Regions from separate parts of the Mus musculus genome. Here regions 1, 2 and 4 are each linked to region 3. Evidence: chromatin contacts called from public Hi-C and promoter capture Hi-C data. All regions are on one chromosome and are shown on one strand. Each heading gives the region's core, a stretch centred on a gene start, on an enhancer-like site or on the middle of the called end of the contact. The rest is flanking DNA. Distances are from core to core; before and after follow the strand shown.

Evidence for each region. Promoter capture Hi-C pulls out the DNA fragments that hold promoters and counts their contacts. Hi-C and Micro-C count contacts between places; a contact is called where the count stands out from the background.
Region 1: a contact with region 3 is called in a promoter capture Hi-C map of pre-B cells, with 6 times the contacts expected there. The contact joins the promoter of Ppfia1 here to the promoter of Tspan32 in region 3. A contact is called at or near these places in 2 of 39 promoter capture datasets (liver and pre-B cells) and 2 of 115 datasets of contacts at active chromatin or transcription factors (double positive thymocytes and large pre-B cells).
Region 2: a promoter capture Hi-C map of pre-B cells shows a contact between it and region 3, with 4 times the contacts expected there. The contact joins the promoter of Fadd here to the promoter of Tspan32 in region 3. A contact is called at or near these places in 1 of 39 promoter capture datasets (pre-B cells), 2 of 484 Hi-C or Micro-C datasets (B cells and CD8 T cells) and 2 of 115 datasets of contacts at active chromatin or transcription factors (acute myeloid leukemia and microglia).
Region 4: a contact with region 3 is called in a Hi-C map of B cells, with 8 read pairs. The contact joins the promoter of Chid1 here to the promoter of Tspan32 in region 3. A contact is called at or near these places in 1 of 39 promoter capture datasets (the C10 cell line) and 1 of 484 Hi-C or Micro-C datasets (B cells).

The regions. Positions count from the first base shown.
Region 1 is chr7:144,552,318-144,555,157 of GRCm38.p6, reverse strand. It overlaps Ppfia1 (protein tyrosine phosphatase, receptor type, f polypeptide (PTPRF), interacting protein (liprin), alpha 1), which reads left to right and starts at 1,429. Exons shown (of 32, transcript NM_001195086.1): 1 at 1,429-1,639; 2 at 2,625-2,840. The coding sequence starts at 2,625. It also overlaps the pseudogene Gm35626.
Region 2 is chr7:144,580,933-144,583,727 of GRCm38.p6, reverse strand. Fadd (Fas (TNFRSF6)-associated via death domain) reads left to right here and starts at 1,287. Exons shown (of 2, transcript NM_010175.6): 1 at 1,287-1,624. The coding sequence starts at 1,339.
Region 3 is chr7:143,004,369-143,007,068 of GRCm38.p6, reverse strand. It overlaps Tspan32 (tetraspanin 32), which reads right to left and starts at 1,410. Exons shown (of 8, transcript NM_020286.3): 1 at 1,051-1,410; 2 at 64-161. The coding sequence starts at 1,150.
Region 4 is chr7:141,538,408-141,541,107 of GRCm38.p6, reverse strand. It overlaps Chid1 (chitinase domain containing 1), which reads left to right and starts at 1,280. Exons shown (of 13, transcript NM_001142681.2): 1 at 1,280-1,335.

The DNA.
Region 1 (2,840 bases), core at 180-2,679, 1.5 Mb before region 3:
GTTTTTGTTTTTGTTTTTGTTTTTTGAGACAGGGTTTCTCTATATAGCCTTGGCTGTCCTGGAACTCACTTTGAAGACCAGGCTGGCCTCGAACACAGAAATCCGCCTGCCTCTGCCTCCCCAGTGCTGAGATTAAAGGCGTGCGCCACCACGTCTGGCTTGAGCATTTCCTCAAATCCAAACCTGAGATCAAGGCAACTGAGAACTTGTGTGCAGTGGCTGATAGTCCTTAAAGACTTTGCTGCTTCTATTTACATTCTGACTTGTTTTGTGGAAAAAGGTCTCATTATATAGATCGGGCAAAACTCAGAGATCTGCCTGCCTGCCTCTGCTTTCTGAGTGCTAGGATTTCAGGTGGGCACTATTGTGCTTGGTTATACTTGTAACTTGACTTTGTAATTAATTACTGACTTCTTGAAACAGGAATCTGCCCATGTAACCCTGACTGTCCTGGCTCTCTATGTAGCCTATACTAGTCGACAGTATTCTTGCCTTGGCCTTTGGAAAGTTTTATTGGCTTTTCAGTTATGGTTGATGATCATTTTGCTTTGGTTTCTGGACTATTTTATTGGCGTTAATTAAAAAAAAAAGTTTTAAAACAAGGTCTCAGTATGTACTCCTGGCTGTCCTGAAACTCACTATGTAGACAAGGCTAGCTTGAACCCAGAGATCTGCCTGGGTGCTGGGAATAAAGGCGTGTAGCACCAAGGCCAGCTAGCTTTTTATTTTTACGTGGAGTCTGGGAAATGGAACTTAGGTTCTAATACTTGCAAGAGTGACTGAGCCCTTACATTTTGTTGTTGTTGTGTGTGCGCGTGTGAATGTGAGCACATGTATGCACCCACACGATACATGTGTGCAGGTCAGAGGACAACATTCAGGACTATGTAGGTTCCGAGGATCTACTGCAGGTCTTCTGGGTCCTAGGGTTCGAACTCAGTCGTCAGGGTTGATGGCAGTAGCCTTTGTTTGTATTTTACAGGCAGAGTCTCCACCTTGCTGTAATTCTCCTGCCTCAGACTTCTGAAGGGTAGGCATAGAGGTAGAAGGTACCTTGCCCGACCTGTCAGCACTTTCCGGTTTTGCAGGTGGTCCGGCGGGACTCCCCAGAGGTCTTGGGTTTTGAGGGGGGGGGCGAGTGCTCAGGTGACGTCGGCGTTTGGGTGACGTCAACACACACACACTGGCGTGAGAGCACGGAAGCAGGACTGCGAGCTGCGCACACCTGCCAGAGATCTTTACCGGTGTTTCCACGGTCGCCCTGTCTCCGCAGGGGGTTGGCCTGCCGGGGGCGGGGCTAAAGCGAGGACTAGCCAATTGGATCTCCCGATAGACCGCCCGCCCACTACCGCGGATCTAGCGCATGCGCACGGCCCCGCGGCCAACCTCTCCCGCGGGGGGCGGTGCTGACGCTCGCGCCGACGCGCCGGACGTCGGGCACGTTGACGCCGGCGACGCGCCGGGCCCGGTTCTCTGCGCTCGCTAGTGTCCCGCGGCGGCGGGCCGGCCTTCGTGACGAGCGGGGCGGCGGGCCCGGGGGCCGGGCGAGGACGCAGCCGCGGGGCTGCGTGGGTCGGCCCGCAGCCGGCCGCCGCCCGAAGGCCGCTTCATAGCCCCGGAGCCGCGCCCGCCGGCCAAGGTGAGGGCGGGTGGAGCGGGCCGCGCTGGGTGGCGGGCCAGGGTCGGTGGGGCCGGGTCGGCAGGGTCAGTGTGCGGGGGTCAGCAGAGCCAGCAGAGTTGCGGCTAGCCTGGCAAAACGGGTTGATAGCAGTTAGGTCCGAGTTCGCTTAGACTGGCCAGAGTAAGTGAGGTTGGGGGCAGTGAGGCTGTGGGGTCAGCTGAGCCAGGCCGGGGCAGCGGGTGCTGCTCAGATGCACCTGCAGCGCCTTCTGCTTCATCCTCCACCCTGTGCCCTGACAGCATGCAATCTCTAGTTCCATCTCACCTTTTCCTCCTCCTCCTCCTTTTTTTTTTTTTTTTAACCTAGCCCTGTTGTCCCGACTTCCTAGATTCCCAGTGTGGGTATATTTTCTCTTTCTGTTCTTTTCCCCTGTCTTTGACTGTGAACTTATGTAAGTTGGGTTGGCTGACCAACCGTTACACAGCAGCAGGCCTTTGCTAAACACTTCTGTCCAGACTTTAAAAAGCCAATCCAGTTGCTTTTTCCGCTGATCACCAAATATCCAGCCCCACAAGTCAGGGTGCCTGCTAGTCCTTCCCAGGAGCTGACTGCACACATTCCTGGAGGATGCTTGGGTCCATAGTGCTGGTGTTTTGTCAGTTTCCAGTCTTCTTCTGTGGTTGAGGGACTGTTTGGAATCTCTCTTCCTGAGGAAACTGTCTTCAGCTGTTAAATGTGGATTTTAAACAGACCCCCACTGGTTGGAGGTGAGCATCCCAGCTCCTCTTGCTCCCAGGACTGTCTCCCCCAATCTGCTCATTATATTGACCTGTGCATGCTACTTCCCAGAGTGTGTGCATCCAGAGTGGATGATCGTCACGGATAGCTCTGGGGCTGTCAGCCTTTTTCTCATTAGCCACAGGTGGTGCTCAGAAAGCTGCAGGTTTGTGGAAACTCTTGTTCTGCACCTACTGATTGTGGTCTGTACCGTTCCTTTTTCAAGATGATGTGCGAGGTGATGCCGACCATTAGTGAAGCAGAAGGCCCTCCAGGAGGAGGTGGGAGCCATGGGTCAGGCTCCCCTTCACAGCCAGATGCTGATTCGCATTTTGAGCAGCTCATGGTTTCCATGTTGGAAGAACGGGACCGCCTTCTGGACACACTAAGAGAGACACAAGAAACACTGGCATTAACCCAGGGGAAGTTGCATGAAGTTGGT
Region 2 (2,795 bases), core at 38-2,537, 1.6 Mb before region 3:
CTTAACCTCGAGCCACCTTTCCAGCCCCATTTGTCATTCTATACAGCCTCAGCTGTCTGTCTGGGCTACAGCGTGAGACCCTGTCTCAAAAATCAACCAAAGCACTGAACTTTAAATGGGTGAATTATAAGTCAATCTAAAAAAATATAAGTCAACCCTGCTGGGTATGCTGTGCATAACTGCGCCCCACTAACCTGGAGCTCAGCCATTCAGCTAGAGTGCCTGGCCACTGAGCACCAGGAATCCATCTGTCTCTGCCAAAGTTGGGGTTTCAGATGGGCACCTCCTTGTTCGTCTTTTTATGTGGACACCAGGATCTGAGCATGGGTCCTCAAGCTTGGGCAACAGGCACTTTTTAACTCATGAGCAGTACTTGGGTGTGGCTGTGGAATCAGTGTATTGTTAACGAAAGCTCAAAGCAGGGCAGTTAGTGTCTCTACAACCTCCGGCACACATCAACTTTTTCTGATGACAATATTCCAAATCCTCTCTTCTACTCATTTTAATATACATATTATTGGCCTGGGGGAATGGATTGGCGGTTAAGAGCACTGTGTTGCTCTCACGGAGAACCTGGATCCACACAAGAGTTCACATCCAAACGGAACTCTAGTCCTAGGGGTATCCATGCCCTTTCCTGTCCTCCGTGGGCACTTGAAGACCTGTAGGAGCACTAAACCACCTACAAATGCTCATACATATACCAAGGAATATTTAATGGTTTTTATATGTACGAGTATTTTGTCAGCATACCACAAGTGTGCTTGCCAGAAGAGGATGTCAAAGCCCCTGGAACTGGAATTACAGATGGTTGTAAGCCATCATGTGAGTGCTGGGAATTGAATTCGTGAAGGTCCTCTGTAAGAATTGCCAGTGCTCTTAACCCCTGAACTGTCTCTCCAGCCCATAAGTAACTCCATCCATCTCTCTCTCTCTCTCTCTCTCTCTCTCTCTCTCTCTCTCTCTCTCTCTCTCTCTTTCCTTCTTTCCGGTGATAGAACATGATCTGGCAGCCGTAGGCATCTGCAGCTGCTCTTCCAGCCCCCCCCCACACAGTAGGGCTGCGCAGCTCCTCAGAGCCCCAAGAGGATCCACGTTACACTTCTGGTGAACAAGATCTGTTCTGCCTCGGGGTGAGAAACGCGCGCGTAAGCTGAAGTCAACGCAGCTCAGCTGTCAAAGCTACTACAACAGCGGATGCCAGCCCGGGCGGAAGCGGTTACAGCCACATCCGAAGCGCATGCGTCTGATTTGGACATCCCGCGAGACGCTGGGCGGGAAAGCCTAAGGTGATTTCCTATGTGGGATCGCTGAGGGGCAGCCCGGCGTACCACTGCCATGGACCCATTCCTGGTGCTGCTGCACTCGCTGTCCGGCAGCCTGTCGGGCAACGATCTGATGGAGCTCAAGTTCTTGTGCCGCGAGCGCGTGAGCAAACGAAAGCTGGAGCGCGTGCAGAGTGGCCTGGACCTGTTCACGGTGCTGCTGGAGCAGAACGACCTGGAGCGCGGGCACACCGGGCTGCTGCGCGAGTTGCTGGCCTCGCTGCGCCGACACGATCTACTGCAGCGCCTGGACGACTTCGAGGCGGGGACGGCGACCGCTGCGCCCCCGGGGGAGGCAGGTGGGCAGGGGGCGGGGAATGGGCGGGGAGGCCTGGCCTCAGTGCACCCTCCACTGGCTCCGACTGGGATGGACTCTAGGGCACGCCCACTTTTTTCAACCGCTTGAGCCGGAAGCTGGGAGGTCTTGTTTCTTACTGGCAGTGCCAAGGTTGAACCCAAGGGTTCGTGCCACTTGCCCAACCCCAGTATTAACTCGCCTCAGACCTGCAGTGCTTCGTTGGAAAACTCAGCTAAGAAGTGAATGTGACTAAGGCATCTTAACCCCAGTGAGGGTAGCGTTGAAGAGTGGGCAGAGGTCACGTGTGCCGGCTGCTCGGCACCATTTCCGTAGTGGGAGTGCCTGTGTCCAAGACTGCCCTTCCTGGCCAAGGAAAGATTGCGCGGCGGCTGTGCTCTCTGGTCCAGAGTGCAGTGTCTGGTTATCGGCAGTTACTTCTGTTTTGCGTAGAGAGGAGGCGCTATGCCTCCCCATAACGCACAGTGGATAGCAGCCACAGCTGAGCAACACCAGGCTGGCCTTGGGATGTAGATACAGATTAAGCATATATTAGACACTTGATCACTTGTGACAAATACTCGAGAAGCCATTTAAAGGGGCAAAGGTTTATTTAGTTCCTGGTTGGTTGTCACCGTTGCTCTTTGTCTACAGTGACACAGAACATCAAAGCAGCTGGAGGGCCTGTGGAGTAAAGCTTCCCACTGCCGGTGTGTGCAAGATCCACACGAAAATGGATTGTGTATTCACATCTCCAAGGCATTCCAATGTTTGTTATTGTTACAGGAATCCAGTAAAGGGTCTTCAGCCACTGCCCAGGGCTCCCTACAGAGATTACACCTTGCCTGTGTCTAAGCAGGGGCTCCAGAGTAGCACAGAGACAGATCTTTTGTGGTGTCTGGTCAAACCAGCAAAGGTCACAGTGTAAGATGTAGCTTTGGGGACTTTGGCCAACCCACTATTGAGCGGGGTGTTAGGGCAGCCCTGCTTTTTCCCTCTGACACTCCAGTCCTCAGTTGACAGTCTTCTAAGCCATAGCTCGCTGTGGCCCAGGCTGAGAATGTGGCTGGGCAGATCAGGCCACTTTGGGTATCTTGAAGTAGCTCCTGTGCTACTTAGTGTCAGCACAGGACCTGAGTGGCTTTGAAGTGATGTTGTCTTCGAAGTGCTCAGGC
Region 3 (2,700 bases), core at 161-2,660:
TCCAGCTCTTGTCCCCGTCTGAGGTCTGGGAGCCGGGGTCGTCTGGCAGCACATGGAACTTACCGCAGCCATGAGGCCATGGGCCTCCCTCACAGTGGCTATGGTGCTCAGAGCAGCTCCCAGGCTCAGGAGCCCCGCTAGGCTGATCCCCACATAGAAGGCTGTGGGAAGAGAAAGACAGAGGGTATGGAATCTAGCCTGGGGACTGGGCATAGAGGTTGGATCTGAAATCTATCTACTTTGGGAGTCACAGAGCTAGAACTGACCTTCGGGGAGGTCCCAAAAGGCACATATCTCTGGCTCAAAAGAAGGAATGTCCATAGCCCAATAGCCTGTCCTCCTGAGGCTGAGAAGGAAGGGGGAAGAGAAGGTAGCTAAGAGACAGTACTCTTTCCCCCATTCCTCCTGTCCTCCCTGCCTCACAGACTATCTTTAAGGACATCCCCATACTCTAGTGACAGGTGACAGTGTAGGCTGTACCTTATCAGTGCAGGCCCAGGCCCCAGGCTTCCTGCCTAAGGGAGGCCTAGTGCCTTGGAAGGCAGGGACTGGGGCTACCCATCCCCCATTCAGGGGCCTCAGTTTTCCACTTTTTCCTACTGGGTGGTGACCTTCCTAGATTCCTTGCATTCCTCTTATTAAAGTGGCCTTGTTCTTGTGGAAGTGAGGCACCCTGGCAGGTTGGGTCCTAGCTGCACATTTTCTGCCCTCTGTATATGGTATTCCCTGCCAAGCCCCACAGGCCCACCTGAGTGGGCCCCAGGAGATCCCTGCCCTGAACACATAGATCTGGGCCCTGCCACAGCTTCACCACTGCTATGGGGCAGGCGAATCAAGGCAGGAGTGCCTGCTGTCGCCTAAACCTCCCCACCTTTGTTAGTCCAACCCAGACACTGGGGCTGCCTCTCCCTACTCCTGACCTCTGGTTTTTGGCCAAAGCCAGCTCCTCTGGGCAGCCTAGGGCTGGGGAGTAAGGTCTGTTCCTCCCAGATGTGTTTGGCCCTGGAGCCCTCTCACTTCCACTCCACAGCCATTTCTGGTCTCACTTACCCCAATAGCGCAGTGTTTCATAGGGGTTCCTCTCCAACGATGCATGGCCAATCACAGTAAAGTGGTCTCCAAAGTGAATGACAACCACCATGGTGGCCATAGAGAGGCCCAGCAGCTGAGGGTGAAGTGGGCTCACTGTCAGCGCTGGGGAGTTGCAGAGGCCCCTCACCCTGACAGAATATAGGGTCTGGGCTTCTTAGGCCCCCAGCCTGGCTCCCTCCAGCTTCCTTGGTGCACAGGAACAAGGCAGCTACAGGAGGCCTACATATTTCTGTGGGCAGGCACTCACAGATAGTGTACTACACACAGAGATAAGTAGAAAACACACTAGCCAGTGCCCCATGGTGCTCAGCTCCTCTCCTCTCCTCTCCTCTCCCCTCCCTTCACTTCCTCTCTCCTCCCTTCCTCTTTACTCTCCTCCCTTCTGTGGTTCACCAGTGAGTGGGGACCTCAGACCACAGCAGACACAGTAGGTATCGCTGTGTCCTCCCATCTGAAGACCCAGGAGCTCATATCAAACTGTCTGCAGAGACTCGTCTGCAGTCCCTGACCTGGCAGTCCCAGTCTCTGGGTCCCAAGCAGCACCCCTTCCGGGTAGTCCTTGCACACTCTTAAGTCACCAGCCAACCTAGGTTTTCCCAGGCTCTTCACTGACCCTTGCCTACAAGGACATCAGGTACAGATGTTCACAGTCCTCTAAAGGTGGCCACCAGGGACCCAGAACCAGTCTGAGGGACTGTGGTGTGGCAGGAGGGAAGACCACAGTGCTGGAAGCCCGGGCATGGTGAACTATTTCCTCTCCTGCCTGCCCACCCATCCACTCCTGCCCCACATGCATGTTACCAAGACTAGGAAGTTGGTGATCAGTATCTGGCATTTGGCAATCTTGATTCGATTCCAGTGCCCCATGGTGCTCAGCTCCTCTCCTCTCTGCCCTCGTCTCCTCTCCTCTCTTCTCCCCTCCCTTCACCTCCCCTCTCCTCCCTTCCTCTTTACTCTCCTCCCTTCTGTGGTTCCCCAGTGGGTGGGGACCTCAGACCACAGCAGACACAGTAGGTATCATTGTGTCCTCCTATCTGTCAGCAACCCTTGTAACCTAGTGGCTGTGTTGGGGGAAGGAAGAAGGGCAGGCCGGAAGGGGGGCAGTTTCTATACCAGCTGTTGCTCTGGCCTGGCCCAAGATAACTGGATTTTTGTAGGCATGAGGCCTCCCTTTGGGTAGGCTGGGCTACACTGCAGCATGGGGAGGGGTGGAGTCTTGAGGGGAGCAGAAAGAGAAGGACCTATGGTTATAAGGCATGGCATTGGTTGTAAGGGTGTACTAACCTGTAACTGTCCAGCTACGTAAAAACCTTTAGTGTTTGGTTAGACCTCATGTCCCAAAGTCCTCCTGGGACTAATCCCCAAACAGGACTTCTGCAAGTGGCAAATGTGTCTCATGACCGACCTGATGGCATTAACCAATTCATAACTGGCACAGAGGGGAAGGGTGTGATAGAGTCAAATCTCAGGAAATGTCCAGGGGTTGGGCAAACAGGCATAGGCGTTTCAAGATGGAGGAAGTCTGTTTGTATTGACCTTCGGTGAACTAGCCATATTTGATTGAAAAACAAAAGCAGAGCATGCTTCCCACAGCCAGCACCTGGGAGG
Region 4 (2,700 bases), core at 31-2,530, 1.5 Mb after region 3:
TGGACTGAACAATTCTCAGGACATCCACCTCTCCAGAGTTCTGCCCACTTGGAATCACTGTTCTGGGCATTTGTTCCTAGTAGGGTGCTGAGCTGGATGCCAGGAAAGCAGATGGTGATGCACAGCATGCCTTAGCATACACACCCAGCCCCGCCCCTGTAGAAAGGCTTGGGGGACAGCTGGCAGAAAATATGGGGAAGAGAAAGGAGGAAACGTGATTCGGAAGGAAGAACACGAAGCTCAGCTCAGTGAGAAACCTCTGCAGCAGCAGGAATGGGGAAACAGCCGCACTGCAAATCCTGGAACAGACCATAGTGGAGTGGGCCAGAGGGTTTAACTGGGTGTGGACAGGCCAAATGTGGTTTCTGCAGGAAACTGCTGGGAACAGCAAGGGATGGGGGTGGGGACTAGTCAGCTTGATGAAAAATAAAAATGCTGGTCACGTGTGCTTTCAACCCACTCGAAGAAGTGTCTGGGCTCCTCTTGCTAAAGCTGAGATGGGGGTGGGGAGCGTGGTGTCTGCCTCTGTGGGTTCTAGCTCCTACAATTTGCAAGACCAAAAACGAGGACCAAGACAGCTCTGGGATTTAGGCAGATAGAATGTTCGCTGTGCTAGGCCATCTGGAGAAGGATGTTATATTGCCTGGAGCAGTGTCTCTACTGGAGACAGTGTAGTGGGCACTGCAAACCTATAGATAGTGACAGAAATGTGGCAACTGGGATAATGTGGAGGTTCAAAGACTTGGCGCACAGTCTGTCCTGACACATCTGGGAGACTACGGAACTGACTATGCGCATAGTGACCCACGTCCCCCATACTTGACAGGGATGGGTTCCCAAGACCCTAAAGGCCTTGGTGGTCACATAAGTGGACGTAATGTAGACTTCAGCACAGTGCTGAGGCAGCCAGCCATCAATCCCGGAGAGGGGATGTTCAACATCACCACCAACTTCTCTGGGAGGATTTCGGGATCTGACCCCACTATTCTGCTGTACGACAGGCCCTTGATCAATAGAGGGACTGGCTGCAGGAGCGGAAACAGCACCTACGGCTACGAAGTACACGTTCCGCACACTCAGCTCTGTCTTCATCCAACTGACGGTCCCGATCCACTCTCAGCCCTTCTCCAGCTCGCCGGTCGCTACGAGGCTCCACCTCTAACTCCGCCCTCCAGCCATCTCGGTCCCGCCCCATCCCAGCGTGCCGTGCGCAAGGCATCTAGGAAGCTGGCGTGGCGCAGCGGGAGCTTGTGGAGGCCAGTGGGCGGGACTTCCGGTTGATTAAATCGTCTTCCGGCCGTGCTTGATGGGTCTGGCCGGTCTCCTGACATGAAGGTGAGCCCGGCTGTGGCGGCAATGGGACTGCTTCATCTTCCGCGTCACAATGCGGGAACGTCGGGCAGCGAGGCTCTCCCCGGACAGAACGGGCAGAGTGTGAGCGGGAAGGAGAGGGCACGGATGAGAGCAATATGGGAGCTATGAATGTGAGGGCGAGGAAGTGAGTGAGGATGAGAGGGTTTGAGGGGGAGAGCGATCGTGTCAGTGTGAGAAGAAACAGATGTGAGGGTGAGTGGGAGCTCGTGCGGAATAAGCAGATGTGAGGGTGAGCTGGTGGAAGAAACAGATGTGAGGGTGAGTAGGTGTCAGAAAGCAGGTGTGTCAGCCTGAGAGTAAGGGCGTATGTGAGAGAGCGAGCGGGTGTGAGGGCCCGAATGGGTGAGGGGAGATGTGAGAACATGGACTTTATTAGGGGTGAGAAAGCGAGTGGGGATGAGTATGAGCAAGGGTGAGAGAGTGTTAGGGTGAGAGCAGGTATGGGAGAGAGTGTGACATTGTTCTTTAGTAGAAGTGTGAGCGCCAAGTGTGTGACTGTGAGGAAGCTTTCGAGCCAACAGTAATCTGAGAATATGAGCGAGCACAGGCCGTTGCATAAAATCAAGAGAGCCCGTAGCGATGGCTTTAATCCTAGCACCCGGGAGGCAAAGGCTGGCAGATGGATCTCTGTGAGTCCGAGGCCACCCTGGTCTATAGAGTGAGTTTCAGGTCAGCCAGGGCCACATAGCAAGACCCTGTCTCCAAAAAAGAGTTTGGGGGTGGGGCAAAAGAAGCCGCAGGAAGCACGTGTGAACAGCACAGTAGTGAATGTGTTAAGTTTATGTATGTGCCAGTGTAGCTGGATATGAAGAAACATGGGTGAGTGGTGTATAAAGGAGTATAAACATGAACCAGGATGTAAGATAACGAAGTCAGAGATTTCAGATATGTGAGTTAGTGTGCATAGCTTGTGGAGCCACAAATGAACGAACGATGACATGAGTGTGCAAACGAGTTAGCAAGGCCAGAGTGGCTGTCGGGCATAGAGAATGAGCTCTATGTGGAGGGCCCAGCCTCAGGTAGGAGGGTATACAGCAAGTTGTATGGGTTCCTTCAAGTTTGCTAGGTACATGAGGCCTTACCCTCAGCGCAGCCTCAAATCTTGAACACTCTGTGATGGAAAATTTCCAAAGAACTTTCCACAGATCTCTAGACTGGAGCCCAGGGAGGCCCAGAGACAGTGTGCTGGTGACAGAACTATAACTTGAGCCATCTTATCACAGTCCTGTTTGCATTGCATTGTATAGTTGGGATGGGATGGTAGCCACGTGCCCCATGGCTTGGTGGGCTGCCCCCTGTGTTGGTTTCCTTATCTGTAAATGGGAA